3 separate regions of the Pan troglodytes genome follow, and regions 1 and 3 are each linked to region 2. The links are chromatin contacts, called in public Hi-C and HiChIP or PLAC-seq maps. All regions are on one chromosome and are shown on one strand. The core of a region is the stretch at or near the end of the contact, and the rest is flanking DNA. Distances in the headings are between cores, read along the strand shown. Region 1 holds the start of LCLAT1 (lysocardiolipin acyltransferase 1). Region 2 holds the start of LBH (LBH regulator of WNT signaling pathway). Region 3 has its middle 43 kb from the start of LCLAT1.

Region 1 (3,959 bases), core at 1-2,500, 220 kb before region 2:
AGACGGGGTTTCACCTTGTTAGCCAGGATGGTCTCGATCTCCTGACCTCATGATCCACCCGCCTCGGCCTCCCAAAGTGCTGGGATTACAGGCGTGAGCCACCGCGCCCGGCCCAAGTCAGTTTTTTGAAAACTAACGCACGTAGTTATATTTCATGACATGACGTTTCTTTGAACAAATAAGTTAATGATATGAATAAATATTTCATCTTGGTAATGCCTTCAACACATATCTTCAATACTTTTCTTGGACTTAAAGTGACTCTCAATCCCTAATCTCATCTACTGCCATGTACACAAGAAACATAGTTAATGAACTTTAAAGGCAGATGCAGTATTTCCAGGGAAGCCACCTGAACCAGGGAAGTACAAGAAAGCAAAACATCTCCACAACCACATCTAAGTGCCGTATCTTTCAACTTCTTTTTTTCAAATGGGCAATTAGAAGCTACGACACACCTTAAAGATCAGGTTTGGCATCCGCCCTGGCTAGGGCCTACCTTTCTTTTCGCGGCACTGCCACTCTGGGCACCTACAGGCAGGCCTTTGGCGCCTGCAGGACTCGCAGGGAAGACAGCCCCAACCCCTGCTCTCCACGGCTCTCGTCGAAGCCCCGCACGTGGTGACCACTTGAGACGTTTTAGTGCATGGGATTTAACAGGGTCAGACCTCAGGTTGCGTTCCGGGACGGTGCAGCTCCCAGACCCGCTGAGGTCGCAGGAGGAAGGTTTTGACGCTCCTAGCGTAAACACCGACGGGACCCTCTTCGCCCCGCGGCTACCTCGCCCTCGCCGCTCGCGCGGCCCCTCAGCACCTGACGCCTCAGCCAGCCTCCAGGAGTCGCTTCCCCGCGCCTCCTTCCACCTGAGCCAGCGACGCTACCGCCACCTGCACCGGGACCCCAAATGCCAGGCCAGTGGCCGTTACCCGAGGTCGCGGCCCGGGGAAGGTCCATGGCTCAGGAGGAAAAGCCCGGGCTGCAGCTCCCCTTCCTGCACCTCTGAGATCCCCCGGCCGCCGCCATTTTCCTCGCGCCGTAACCCCACCTGATAGTTCCAGCCTCCCACCTGTGACAAGCAGGGCACGCCGCGCGACGCCGAGTGGGGTGCGTGGGCAAGCTGGGGCTCCGTAGGGGTCACAACCTCCGTGCGGAACCCGCCGTTAATTCATCCCGTAACGCGGAGGCGTCCGGCCGTCGCCCTAGTAATGCGTCCCGGAAGGCTACGTCCTGATTGGCTGCAGGCGCCGTGACGCAACGGCGTCCCCGGCTGCGTGGGAAGCCCGGGTCCCCGGCGCCCCGCCCTTGCTCCACAGCCCGGGTTACCCCGGGTACCTTTCTTTGAGAGCTCCTTTAAAGAGGCCGCGCTTATTTCCTCGTCTGACCTCCTGGAGAGGAGGGACCCACGGAACGGTGGGGTGTAGGGGTGAGAAAACAACGAAATAGGAAATTAGCGGAGGTCATTTGTCCGAGGGAACCTAATGGTTCATTCAACCCCTAGAGCTGCAAAATGGAAAACAGAAATCTGGGAGTTTAATTTACAAGCCTAAATTTGGTGCGCGAAGTCACAGGACAAATCAGTAGTAGAAGCAGTTATAGAACCCAGGTTCCCTGATCAGGCAGGAGCACAAAGTTTTTCTAGCACACTCAGTGTTTCCCCAGTCCTAGAAAATGTTTCCTCCCAGTTCCCATAGCAATTTCATCACACTGCTCTTAAAAGGTCTCGATCACCTACCATGGTGTGTCTGTCCCCTAACCTACTAGATCGCATGCCCCTGAATGGTGGGGACTGTGGTTAAACCCCTTTTCATTTCCCTTAAGCAATTCCCTCCTCAACTTGGCCTTCAACAAATACAATAAGAATCTTAAAAATAATAAACATAGCTACACATCACACACAGCCACTCATCAGTAGTTCATGTATGTCTATACGTTTTATCCGTTTATTCAACAAAGCACAGAGTGAATATTTTTAAAATTAACAAGGTTCCTGACCTCACAAAATTTATGGTGTAATAATAATGACCATCTACATGTTGGCTGCATAGCTTCAATATAGCTAAATTATATCCCCAAATTGCCTGTAAATCAAAGATTCTTGTGCTCTTTTCCTAAATTAGCTTCATAATTTCTCTAAGTTTGTTCCAAAACATTTTAGTATTTAAGATGTGCTAAAATTGCATCAGAAAGTGAAGAATGACTACAGAGAGAAACACCAGAACAAAAGTCAATTCTGCCAATTATGCCTATGACTTTAGGCCTCCTTTTTACCTTTAAAATAAGATTACTGGAATAAAAGATCTCCCAATTCTTTTTTGTTGTTGTTAAGAGTTGGCCTGGCTATGATCCAGAACCTTCAAGGGCTCTACTGTGGTTCTTTGGGGGCTTGCCAGAGGTTCCTCATAGCCTTTGCAGCTCCATTGCAGAGAGCTCTAGCACTGTGAGGTGTGTCCGGTGATACAGCCCAAGAGGCAAGGTTGCCCTTACCGCCCTAACCACAGAGGACAGTGCTGGGCTCTTTCTTTTTTCTTTTCTTTGCTTTTTTTTTTTTTTTTTTTTTTGAGACAGGGTCTCGCTCTGTCACCTAGGCTGGAGTGCAGTGGCATGATTGTGGCCCACTGCAACCCCTGCCTCCTGGACTCAAGCAATCCTCCCACCTCAGCCTCCAGACTAGCTGGAACTACAGGCATCTGCCACCATGCCCAGCTAATTTTGTGTTTTTTGTAGAGACAGGATTTCAACATGTTGCCAGGCTGGTCTCGAACTCCTGAGCTCAAGCTATCCACCCACCTTGGCCTCTCAGAGTGCTGGGATTAGAGGCTTGAGCCACCGCGCCTGGCCCTGAGCCCTTTCTTGATCTGAGCTACTTATCAGTAGCCACCTTCCACATCAACTGCTAAAGGGACAGGAACAGAATTCCCAAGGGCAAAATATGCTGATTTCTAAACTCAGAGATCTGCTAAGTGTCATGCTTCTTTCTTTTTGGCAGAGGTGCAAGGTGTAGTAACATGTTTTTCATTCCGGGGAAAATGTCTTGACGTGCCCAAGATCATTGGACCACTTCAGCATCCAAAATGATGTATAGTTTACATAATGCTATTGTACCAGGATCATTCTTTGTTTTGATACATGTTCTATGTTTACACAAGATGTTGACATAAGGGGAAGCTAGGTGAAGAATATATGGAAAAATCCCTGTACTCTCTTTACATCTCTCCTAACTCTAAAACTACCCCCCCAGTTTTTTACATAATTATTTTAAAATATCACCAATATAGCAAGCTCCTGAATTTTTGTGGGGTTTATCCACGTCTGAAATGTATGTATTTCATCAAGACATCCAGAGAAGTAGTCCCCGACCTTTTTGGCACCAGGGACTGCTTTCGTGGAAGACAGTTTTTCCATGAACAGGGTGAAGGGTGAAGGGGGTGATTTCGGGATGATTCAACCACATTACATTTATTGTGCACTTTATTTCTATTATTATTACATTGTAGTATATAACACTTAAAAAGTGGTGTTAATCTGTGCTCTACTGTCCCAAAGGGACAAGTTTCTCAATCTTTCCTGACCCCAGTAACAGAGCATCACAACTGATGAATTGCTGAACCTCATGAGCCATTGACTTAATAGTCACATTTAATAGGGCACTCTCTGTAATGCTCAGGGACACACTACGACATACAGGAAATCTCAAGTCCTAGTTCTTATTGTACTTTTGTCATTATTGGGGTACTTTCTATGCCCATGTAATTGCTCACTCCTCTTCAAAATGTGAGAGTAATAAGGGAAAATCTGTGCTCAATAACAGACCTCAGAAAAGAGCCAAGTACATTGCCGCCAATAAAATCGGAGCAAGTCTCTCCCAAGGTAATGAATACAAGCAACATGCAGCCCAGTGCCAGCAGAGGCCACGGATACTTAACTGGAGGCCCAGAGTGGCCCATTTATTATAGCCTCCA
Region 2 (4,369 bases), core at 635-3,134:
CTAATATCTGCACAAAAGCATTGCAAGCTGCAAAGTGCTAATCGATGAAATAATCTTAAACCTTAATTTCTCATAATATTCCTAATGGGTCCAAACACCCACCTTGGCAAATTTTGAGCAGCCAAAGGCACAAAGCCTCCAACAGCCTTCAAAGCTTCACCTATAATAAGGCACCTAGCTGCTCACACACCACGGGAGAGGCAAGGGAGGGGCACCCACAAGAAGGGTACACAAGCCTCGGGGTGGGGGAACTTGAACTGTTGAGAGAGGGAAGTTCAGTCCCCTCTCTAAACACTGCCAGGCTGGGACGGATGGGGGCAGGGAGACTAAGAGAAGATGCGGGACTTTGCGGCAAGTTTAGGTTCGGGAGCTGGGCCCTGCAAAGGCAGTTTCCTCCCGGGTCTTGGAAAGGCTGCTGGCGACCTCCAAAGAAAGGAGCCAGAAGAGCGCACGCAGGGTGAAGAGTCTGACGTAGGGGCGGCTCTTCCTCGCTCGGGGCTGTGGCGCCGGCCCGAAAAGTTGAAGCGAGAAGCATGAACTTTCCGCTTCTTGGGCCAGGCCGGACCCCGCCGCGGCTTGCGCCGGTTTTCCCTTCGCTCAGCGCCTGCCGGAGACTCGGGGCCGAGCTCCCCACGTCCGCACCTGAGAGCGCGCTCCGGGGCTGCCGGCGCTCGCCCCCGGCCGCTTCTCCCCTAACCCAGAGCAGGAAGGAAGAAACTGCCAGCAAGGAAGTCCCAGCAGTCAGGGGCCTGCCTCTCTCTGCATCCCTCCCGGCTCCGATCCCCGGTCCGGGGCAAACCTCCGACGCCCCGCGCCCGGCCCGGGCTCCTTCCCCTTCAGCACGGCGAAGGCGGCTCCTCCCAGTCCCGGCCCCCACCAATGTGCGTCGGTTTTTAGGGGCGATGGAGAGGGCAGGGGTTGAGAGGCTGCAGCGTGTGCCCTGCTGCTTGTGGCTTTAGTGGGGTTACGTGTGGGGAGAGCGTTTCCCGCCCCCCACCCCCCCGGAGCTCTGCAAACCCTGCGGCCGCACCAGCTCAGCCCCGCTGCAGCCGGCCTCGACGTTGAGACTTGCATGCAAACAAAAAGAAAAAGAGGAGGGGCCTGGGAAGAGCAGGAGCCCCCCTGCGCCAAGTGGGGCGCGCGCCTCCTGCAGCTCTCCGCATAGGGGGGTTTCACTGGGGGGGTTTCACACGTGACCCCTGGCTCCCCCGCCAACCAATACAAACCCTCCGGCCGTCACTTAGGTGAGGGCTCCGAGTTCACGTCCTTTGTCTGGATGTTCTCAGCACCCCCTCCCCCCGCCCCCACCTTTGCAACCTTGACGTTGACTCCTGCACTGGCTCGGGCGGCGGGTTAGCGCTGAGCGCCCGCGCCGCCGGCTGCCCTCGCACCCGGAGCCGGCACGAAGCAGGCGCCCGGGCCCGCAGCCACCGCCGCGAGACGGACGCCCGCCGCAGGCGCAGGGTACTCACCAGTGAATGGGGAAATATATAGACATGAAGTCCTAGGGCAGGCTGACACACGCCCCTGTGATTTAAAAACGGTCCCTGCGTCCCGAGTGAGGATGACACGGGCGCAGACGGGCACGGCAGGCGGCCGAGTGCGGACACCGGGCGCTCGCCGTCCGCCTTCCCAGGACAGCCCCACGGCTAGCGACGTCGGCAAGGTGGACACAACTCCCCGCTCTCCACTGAGCTCTCGGCCCCACAAAGAGCCCGGGAAGCCGTATTTATAGGGGCGGGGGCGGGGCTTGGCCCCGAGAGGCCCCGCCCTCCCTCGCCCACTCCTGGAATAACGTCACCAAAATCATGAATGGCTTCAGCGCTCGCAGCTCCGGCGGGCGGCGGCTCGGGGGCGCGCTCGGCTCTGCTCCCGGGGCCGTGGTTCGCTGCGGCTGCGAGCCCGGCCCCCTCCCGCGCTCTCCCACGCGCACACGCGCTCACTCGCACCGGCCCGGACTCCGCGTCCGCGCCGCTTCCCACTCACAGCCCCCTCCGCGCACACCCCGAACTCCAGCGCGGCGGAGGTGGGCGCAAGGAGGGCGCGGGGGCCGCTCCGGACATGACAGCTCGGCGGCTGCTCTGCGCCGGGGTAGGGCGCCCGCCACTCCTCCACCCCAGCCGCCCGGCGCCAGCGCCCTCCTTCCCATCCACAGGCTGTCCCCAGCCCACCTCGGGACCCCTCTGAAGCGTTTGTTCCCCAGACTAGGCCTCCCTCTGGAATCCTCGCCCGCAGCCTTGCGATCAGCGAGGAGAAACAAAAGCATGGTTAAAGAAGAAGCGGTGGGAAGGTGGCAGAGACGCGGAGCCGGGGGACCGAGTGCCCACGGGGCGCGTTGGCTTGCGAAGGGCTGGTCTGCAGCCCTGAGTTCCGTGGAAGGTTTTATTTGTGGGAGCAAGGATGTGGTGTCGTCCTGGGTAGGATTTTTCCATTGGAGACACACATACGCCCGGTCTGCCGCGGGGGCAGAAGGTGTGGGCGGGCGGTGTGCACGCCGCCCCCCATCCTTGACTCCCACGTCTTCTCCGAGGAGTCGCTCATGACAGCAGAAACAAAGAGCTTTAGCCGAACGCCTCCCACACTGCCCAGGAATTGCAGCTCTGGGCGTCTGTCCAGGCAGTCAAAGCTGCGCAGCCCCCCAGAGCCACATGATGGGAGTCTCACTCGGGACCCAGCGCTGCCGCTCTGTGGCCTCCGCTTCAATTACGCCTGTAAAATGGCTTTAGAACCCTCACCTACCTGTGTATAGGGGCTGAGGAAAGGGGGCGCGGGGAGATCAAAAACTAAGCAAAATTAAATTGGCTTTGAAGTTAATCAGCTTATTAAAAGAAAGGCAGTGAGTGTATTGAATCCGTATATATGTGCTTGAAAGTGGAAACGCATAGCTTATCTCAGGCAAAAGGATGACAGAATTAATGGCGAAGGTTCGACAGGGGTAGGACCCTGAAGGAAGCCGTGAGAGAAGACCCTCATAATTTTCATCAGTCCCCGCAAAAACAGCCCAAACAAAAATTATAAGAATTGATGAGAATAATTTATTTAAAAATAACTGGGCTATTTTCAATCACTTATATGCTTATATGTACAACCTGAGTTAAAATAGTGTGCTTCCTATGAAAACACAGCTTCATGACAAGCCCCTGGCTGCCCCCTCCAACCAGAGAAATTCCCCCACCTCCCAAGCTAAACGCATTCTCTTCCTCTGGGGGTGTTGCCTGATGGAGGGGCTAAACGGGAGATGCTGCAGGGATGGGGTTATTGTTGATGTCCTGCACAGAGGGTGGGGAAGCTTCTCAGTGTCACTAGCCAGGTGTGGCACATTGTCATCTAGGCAGCCACAGGAGACGCCAATGCTTGGAGAGCTAGTTTCCAGGCTGAGACTTCCAGGCACTCAGAGGAAAATGTCTGGGCTAGACCCCGGGTGGGCAGGGTGAAGCCTTCTGCCACTTCTTCCCAGTAGCAATCTCTGGTGAGGCTGGGATCAAAGACTGTTGCGCCACTTTTACACATAACAGACACACTTTATGTGTTTGTGATTATTGCCATGTGAAGCTTTCAAAACTCAGAAAGCTATTTCCCTCCCTCCCCATTTTCCCAAATATCTAAATGTCAAAATGGCCTCATTTTGGAGAAGAGGGTGGGGAGTAAGGCCTCCACCAGCTGTTATCTGGCCTCTGGAAAAATCCTCTACATTGGAGTGCATTGAGGGAATTACCTGAGGCCTACTCTTTGGGAAACTTATTAATGCCCATTTTAGCTAAAGTTCATCTCTGTCAGTAAGTTAAAGTAGAAATAAGCCTGGGGTTGTGATCCCCAGTCTGCATTTTCTGTTTCTCCTCTGGAATCACAGTGACACATCCATTCATTTGAAAATATGGGAGGTGGCTGGGTGCGGTGGCTCACGCCTGGTAATCCCAGCACTTTGGGAGGCCGAGGCAGGTGGATCACCTGAGGTCAGGAGCTCAAGACCAATCTGACCAACATGGTGAAACCCCGTCTCTACTAAAAATACAAAAATTAGCTGGGCGTGGTAGTGGGTGCCTATAATCCCAGCTACTTGGGAGTCTGAGGCAGGAGAATCGCTTGAACCTGGGAGGCAGAGGTTGCAGTAGGCCGAAATTGTGCACTCCAGCCTGGGCAACAAAAGTGTGACTCCGTCTCAAAAAAATAAAATAAAATAAAATAAAATAAATAAAATATGGGAGGCGTGGTGCTAAGCTTTGATGCAACCATAACTAGCATGCCATTTCTCAATTATACTAGTCTATATGATGCCTTGCAGGTTTTTTTTTTTTTTTTTTGAAGCATTTCATTGTCTTGGCTTTCAAAAGAATGTGATAAGGTTAACATAGCACAACTTATGGTCCTC
Region 3 (4,325 bases), core at 160-2,659, 170 kb before region 2:
CGCCAGATCTTGTCGTGACCATAGGTATCTTCATTGGCAAAATGAGGAGGCAGGGTTGATCTCTGAATCTGTGATACTGGCATACTTTTGTACTTAAAATTGGAGGAATCAGGCAATAGGAGGAAGAGAACAGCCTCTGTGGTGAGATGGCCAAATGGTTCCTAAAGAGAAGGTTTCCTTCTGCCTTTTCAATTTCTTGAATCTTTCTCCATAATCCCTAGCAGCAAATCAGAATGCTCTTTCTTAGAAGGCCTGGACTCCATCTTGGTGGTTAGCACCTCCTTTAATTTCTGCCGTACACCTTGTCAGCTCTCCCTCCTTCCCTCTCGTCCTCTCCTAGTTGCCCTTAGGTGTGGCTTTTTCCCTCCCGACATCTCTGACTGCTGAGCAAGTGGGACCCTTCTCTCTGGGTTCCCCAGGCTTCAACAGAGGTCAGATTGGACTTGACTTCAGCAGGTCCTTTGACCACCTGAGCAATGTCCTTTCCCATTCTCCCACTCACAGACATTTCTTCAGAGGTGTGTCCCTAGTTTTGGGTATCCCTTCTCCCAAGGCAGCTCCCCTGAAGATCTCTGTGTTCTTGCCTGCTCCCCAAATTTCTTTTGTGGCCACTCCCTGAAGGCCTGTCCTGAATCAACTCGTGCTCATTTTGTCCTTCCCAATATTTGTTGTTTGGACACACAACTCTGCATCTCTGCTTTCTTGGTCTTGCACCTTCTCCAAGACTTTCATTTTCTGTTTTTACTCTAGCTCTCAGAGTGATTGCCAGGGCTAAGCCTAGAAAGATGCCACTGAAGAGAAAAAGATCTTGCAGACTGGAACTTCCCTACCTCTACCCCACCCCCAGTTATCTCTACTGAGAAATGGCTACCAGGCAATCTCCAAGAGTCTGGGGAACTTTACGGCTGGTAGATTTCAGGGAACTATTCTGGATGTTTCTAGAGTGGAGCCAAAGCTCATCTTCAGGATATTTATATGGTGACCAGACATCTCCAGTGCTGGCTGATGCCGGGCCTTTGCATGAAGTGCTTACTTCTGCTAAATTCTGTTTGTAGGAGCCTCCTCCTTGCAGAGGATGTCACTCCCTTGCTGAGGGTTAACTGCTTAGGAAGCTTTTGATCTGCATGTGAAAGAGCAACCAAAGTCGATCCAGCAGGCAGCCCAGTTTGCTAGCTTTCTCCTTTTCTTCTCTGTCTCTAGATGACATCCAAATAGCCCTGTTCTGATAAGTGCCAGAGAGTAACTATTCTAAAATTAAAGGGCAAGGATGTCTTTTCAAAGAAACATTTTTTTAAAAAACTTGGGCTCTGCAATTTAGCCTTTCCCTCAGTGAGGTAGGCTTCCAGGGTGGCTGGTTTCTCTGCTGTAAAGATAAATGGGAGGCTAAGTGGGGGTGCGCGCACCTCCTAGGGCCATGGCTGGGGACTTGACAAGTCATTTATTCCAGGGCATAGCCTGGCTTCTCGCCAGCCTCCAGTGTAATCTCAGCCAAAGAGAAACCTGAAGTGGACGACCCCCAGCGTGGGTCCTCTGCTTCCCAGCCAGCACCTCCCGGCGTCTGGTGGATGTGCACAATTTGTAATACTTTTGAGGATAATGACTTGGTCTCATGGAAAAAGGAGAATTGGTCCAAGATAATGTCTGGTAAGCCTTGACATTCCACCCTGAAGCGATCCTACACTCATGTAGAATCACCGAACAGCTGCATGATCATATTACAGAATCTTCCTCAACAGCCAGCTTGTCATTGAATTTCCCCAAATTCCAGCTTTTCTCAAACAAAAGGAGCCCTGATGTGGGAGGAGCTGGAGTCAGCCAGATGGAAGAGAAGTGCAGATTGCCAAGGCTGGGAGCACCCTTTGAATGTTTTGGTCCAATCCCTCTCATTTTGTATGTGAAAAAACTGAGATCCAAAGAAAAGGGGAGAGAATTTCCCAAGGTAACCCAGTGGAAGAGCTGGGTCAAGAGGGTGGGACTCCTGAACCACAGGACCCCAGGCCAAGGTGCCCACTCGCCTCTTGGGGTTGCACAGGCCTCCCTGACCCCATTTTCAGAGAAGCTGGGGGAGTGAGGTTCTTGGCCAGAGGAAAAGTGATGGAATCGCTTTAGGGAAAAGAAACAAAGCTGTATTGTTGGAGGATCCTGAGTCTCCCGAGTCTGCCAGGAGGAGAAATCTTGCTGTTTTAGAGGGAAAATGAGGAGGAGGTGGTGGCAAAGTCCAGCTTTTATGAAGCCATAAATACAAAGTTAAACAACATGAAGCAAGTTGCCTGGATCCGCAACACAGGTAAACTTGTATCATTGGAATCTTTTTGGAGGACCAAACAGAAAAGAGCAAATAATAGTAGCCATTCGATAGCAAGCCTTAAGCACCTACTTAGCGTAAGATATTGTACTATTGTGCTAGGTGCTACTGGGGATAGAGGACAAAGTGTGGGCAGAGAGTACTGTTCCAAGCGCCAATCTGGTGCCTGTCAGTGGCAATATTTTTAGAGGCGCACACACACACACATACACACACACAAACACGTGTGACAAGGAATGAAGTATTTCATAAAGCTGAATTCATTTGGTTTATTCCTAAGTCATTTTCTACCTTTTTTGGGCTGTTATTAATACAACTTTCTCAATTTTTAACAGTATCCTCTGAATAAAATGTTGGCAACTCTGCTGAGTGTTTTTGAAACTGTATTGGTTGATGAAATCCAAAAGTCTGGCAACTACAGATGTGGTTGAAAGGACCTAGGCTCTAGGGATAGAGAGAGATGGGTTCAGATCTAGAGTCAGTCATTTATTAATTATCTGCCTCGGGAATATTTCTTAACACTCAGAGTTCAAGTTTCCTACCTGTGATACAAAAGTCCCCAGAACAGTGAGGCCTTCCTGTGGAAGTACTCACAACCGTTATTCCCCATCTCTTACAAATTTTGTGTGTGTGTTTGTGTGTGTACACGTGTGCACCCGCATTGTACTAGGAGCTGTGTGGGAAACAGGCAGGCTTTAATAGCTTTTACTCTCACGGAGCTGAAAATGTTGCCAGCGAGACAGTCCACCTCACCAGAAATCATGAGAGAGAGGCAGAAAGTCTAGCATATCTTTCTTCTCCCCCAGAACAATTTCTTTGGTTTGGTAACAGTGACAGGAATTTTCAGAGATTGCTTTCCACAGTTCACATTACATTGTTTTTCCATGGCTGGTTTTAGTTTATACTAAGGCTCCCTCAAAGCTCATAAAGTTCCCTTTAAAACCTCATAAAATTTCACCTGTGTATATTTATTGCCCACAGGATGTGAGCTATGTCCATTTGGTTTTGATAGATTTACCATTATTAAACCTGGACTCCTACTTCCCACCAGCCTTATGAAGATGGCTGCCTCCTCACTTAGTGTAGTGGGCAATCCTCTCTGTCCTCCCGTGAGGAAATATTTCAGTTCCCTGGAAATAAGCTCAGCCAGTGGGTAATGATTCTTATTCCCAGGCTCCTGAGGTTCAGGAGTTTGCTCCAGCTCTGGGCAATTGATATGGTCCATAAAAGTTACTCCAACTCACTCTAGCCTCCCAGACTCCTCCCAGATGCCATTCCCAGGAATCCATCCACGAATATTTGTTGACCTCCACAGTCAGAGGTATCTGAGATATTACAAGGATGTTAAAGATGTTCCTGCCATAGTCAAGGGAAATTCTCAAGTGTATAAAAACAATTCAAAGTAATTTCTTCTATTGACCCCAAACTCATCTCCCAGGGACATTTGCCCACTGGCCCTAGTCCTGTATGACGATCCTACAAATATTTGCAGAAAGGCATCATGTTTCTCCTTTAACCTTCTCTTTTCCGGGCCAAATATTAATACCACCACTCCATTGAATCTGCTTTAAGGCCCTGGTTTCCAGACTGCTTCCTGTCCTGGTTGGTACCTTCCGGGGTTCCCATTAGAGCATGTGTCTGAATCACACTGGAGTCAAGAAGAATCTGTAGGGATGGATCCCAGTGTGCCTGGCTGAAGATCCTTGTTCCCAGGATAAAGAATGAACCTGGCTGTGCAGAGCACTTCAGAGGATGTCAGCAAGTGCCCAAAGTTCACAGCAAGTTCAGACCCTGGTCAATTAAAGAACAGCTCTGGGAAGTCCAAACAGGCAGATGGAGTACCTTGATCAGAGAATCCACAGCAATTTAGGAGTGTAGGCTGCAGAGTCAGAATAAGGAAAAGTACAGAGATACAAGCTGGGATAATGTAGAAAGAGAAGGAAGTCACCTGCAACTAGATGTAACCCAAGTGCCTAAGCCTCGCGCCTAGAGGATACAGAGTCCTGGGTCTGAATGACAC

Evidence for each region. Hi-C and Micro-C count contacts between places; a contact is called where the count stands out from the background. HiChIP or PLAC-seq counts read pairs in DNA pulled down with a chosen protein or histone mark.
Region 1: a contact with region 2 is called in an H3K4me3 HiChIP or PLAC-seq map of stem cell-derived excitatory neurons, with 8 times the contacts expected there. The contact joins the promoter of LCLAT1 here to the promoter of LBH in region 2. A contact is called at or near these places in 1 of 7 Hi-C or Micro-C datasets (stem cell-derived neural progenitor cells) and 1 of 1 datasets of contacts at active chromatin or transcription factors (stem cell-derived excitatory neurons).
Region 3: a Hi-C map of stem cell-derived neural progenitor cells shows a contact between it and region 2, with 1.6 times the contacts expected there. The contact joins the enhancer-like site here to the promoter of LBH in region 2. A contact is called at or near these places in 1 of 7 Hi-C or Micro-C datasets (stem cell-derived neural progenitor cells) and 1 of 1 datasets of contacts at active chromatin or transcription factors (stem cell-derived excitatory neurons).

What each region holds. Positions count from the first base shown.
Region 1 is chr12:92,391,156-92,395,114 of NHGRI_mPanTro3-v2.0_pri, forward strand. LCLAT1 (lysocardiolipin acyltransferase 1) reads right to left here and starts at 1,251. Exons shown (of 6, transcript XM_515384.9): 1 at 1,067-1,251.
Region 2 is chr12:92,605,825-92,610,193 of NHGRI_mPanTro3-v2.0_pri, forward strand. LBH (LBH regulator of WNT signaling pathway) reads right to left here and starts at 1,885. Exons shown (of 3, transcript XM_016948289.3): 1 at 1,473-1,885. The coding sequence starts at 1,498.
Region 3 is chr12:92,433,177-92,437,501 of NHGRI_mPanTro3-v2.0_pri, forward strand. No RefSeq gene overlaps it. Among named protein-coding and RNA genes, the nearest start is that of LCLAT1, 43 kb to the left of the region's middle. Within about 2 kb of position 1,410, at least 6 of the 24 cell types and tissues checked have an H3K27ac peak or open chromatin away from gene starts, as enhancers often do. A contact at or near this core is called in stem cell-derived neural progenitor cells, where this site is marked.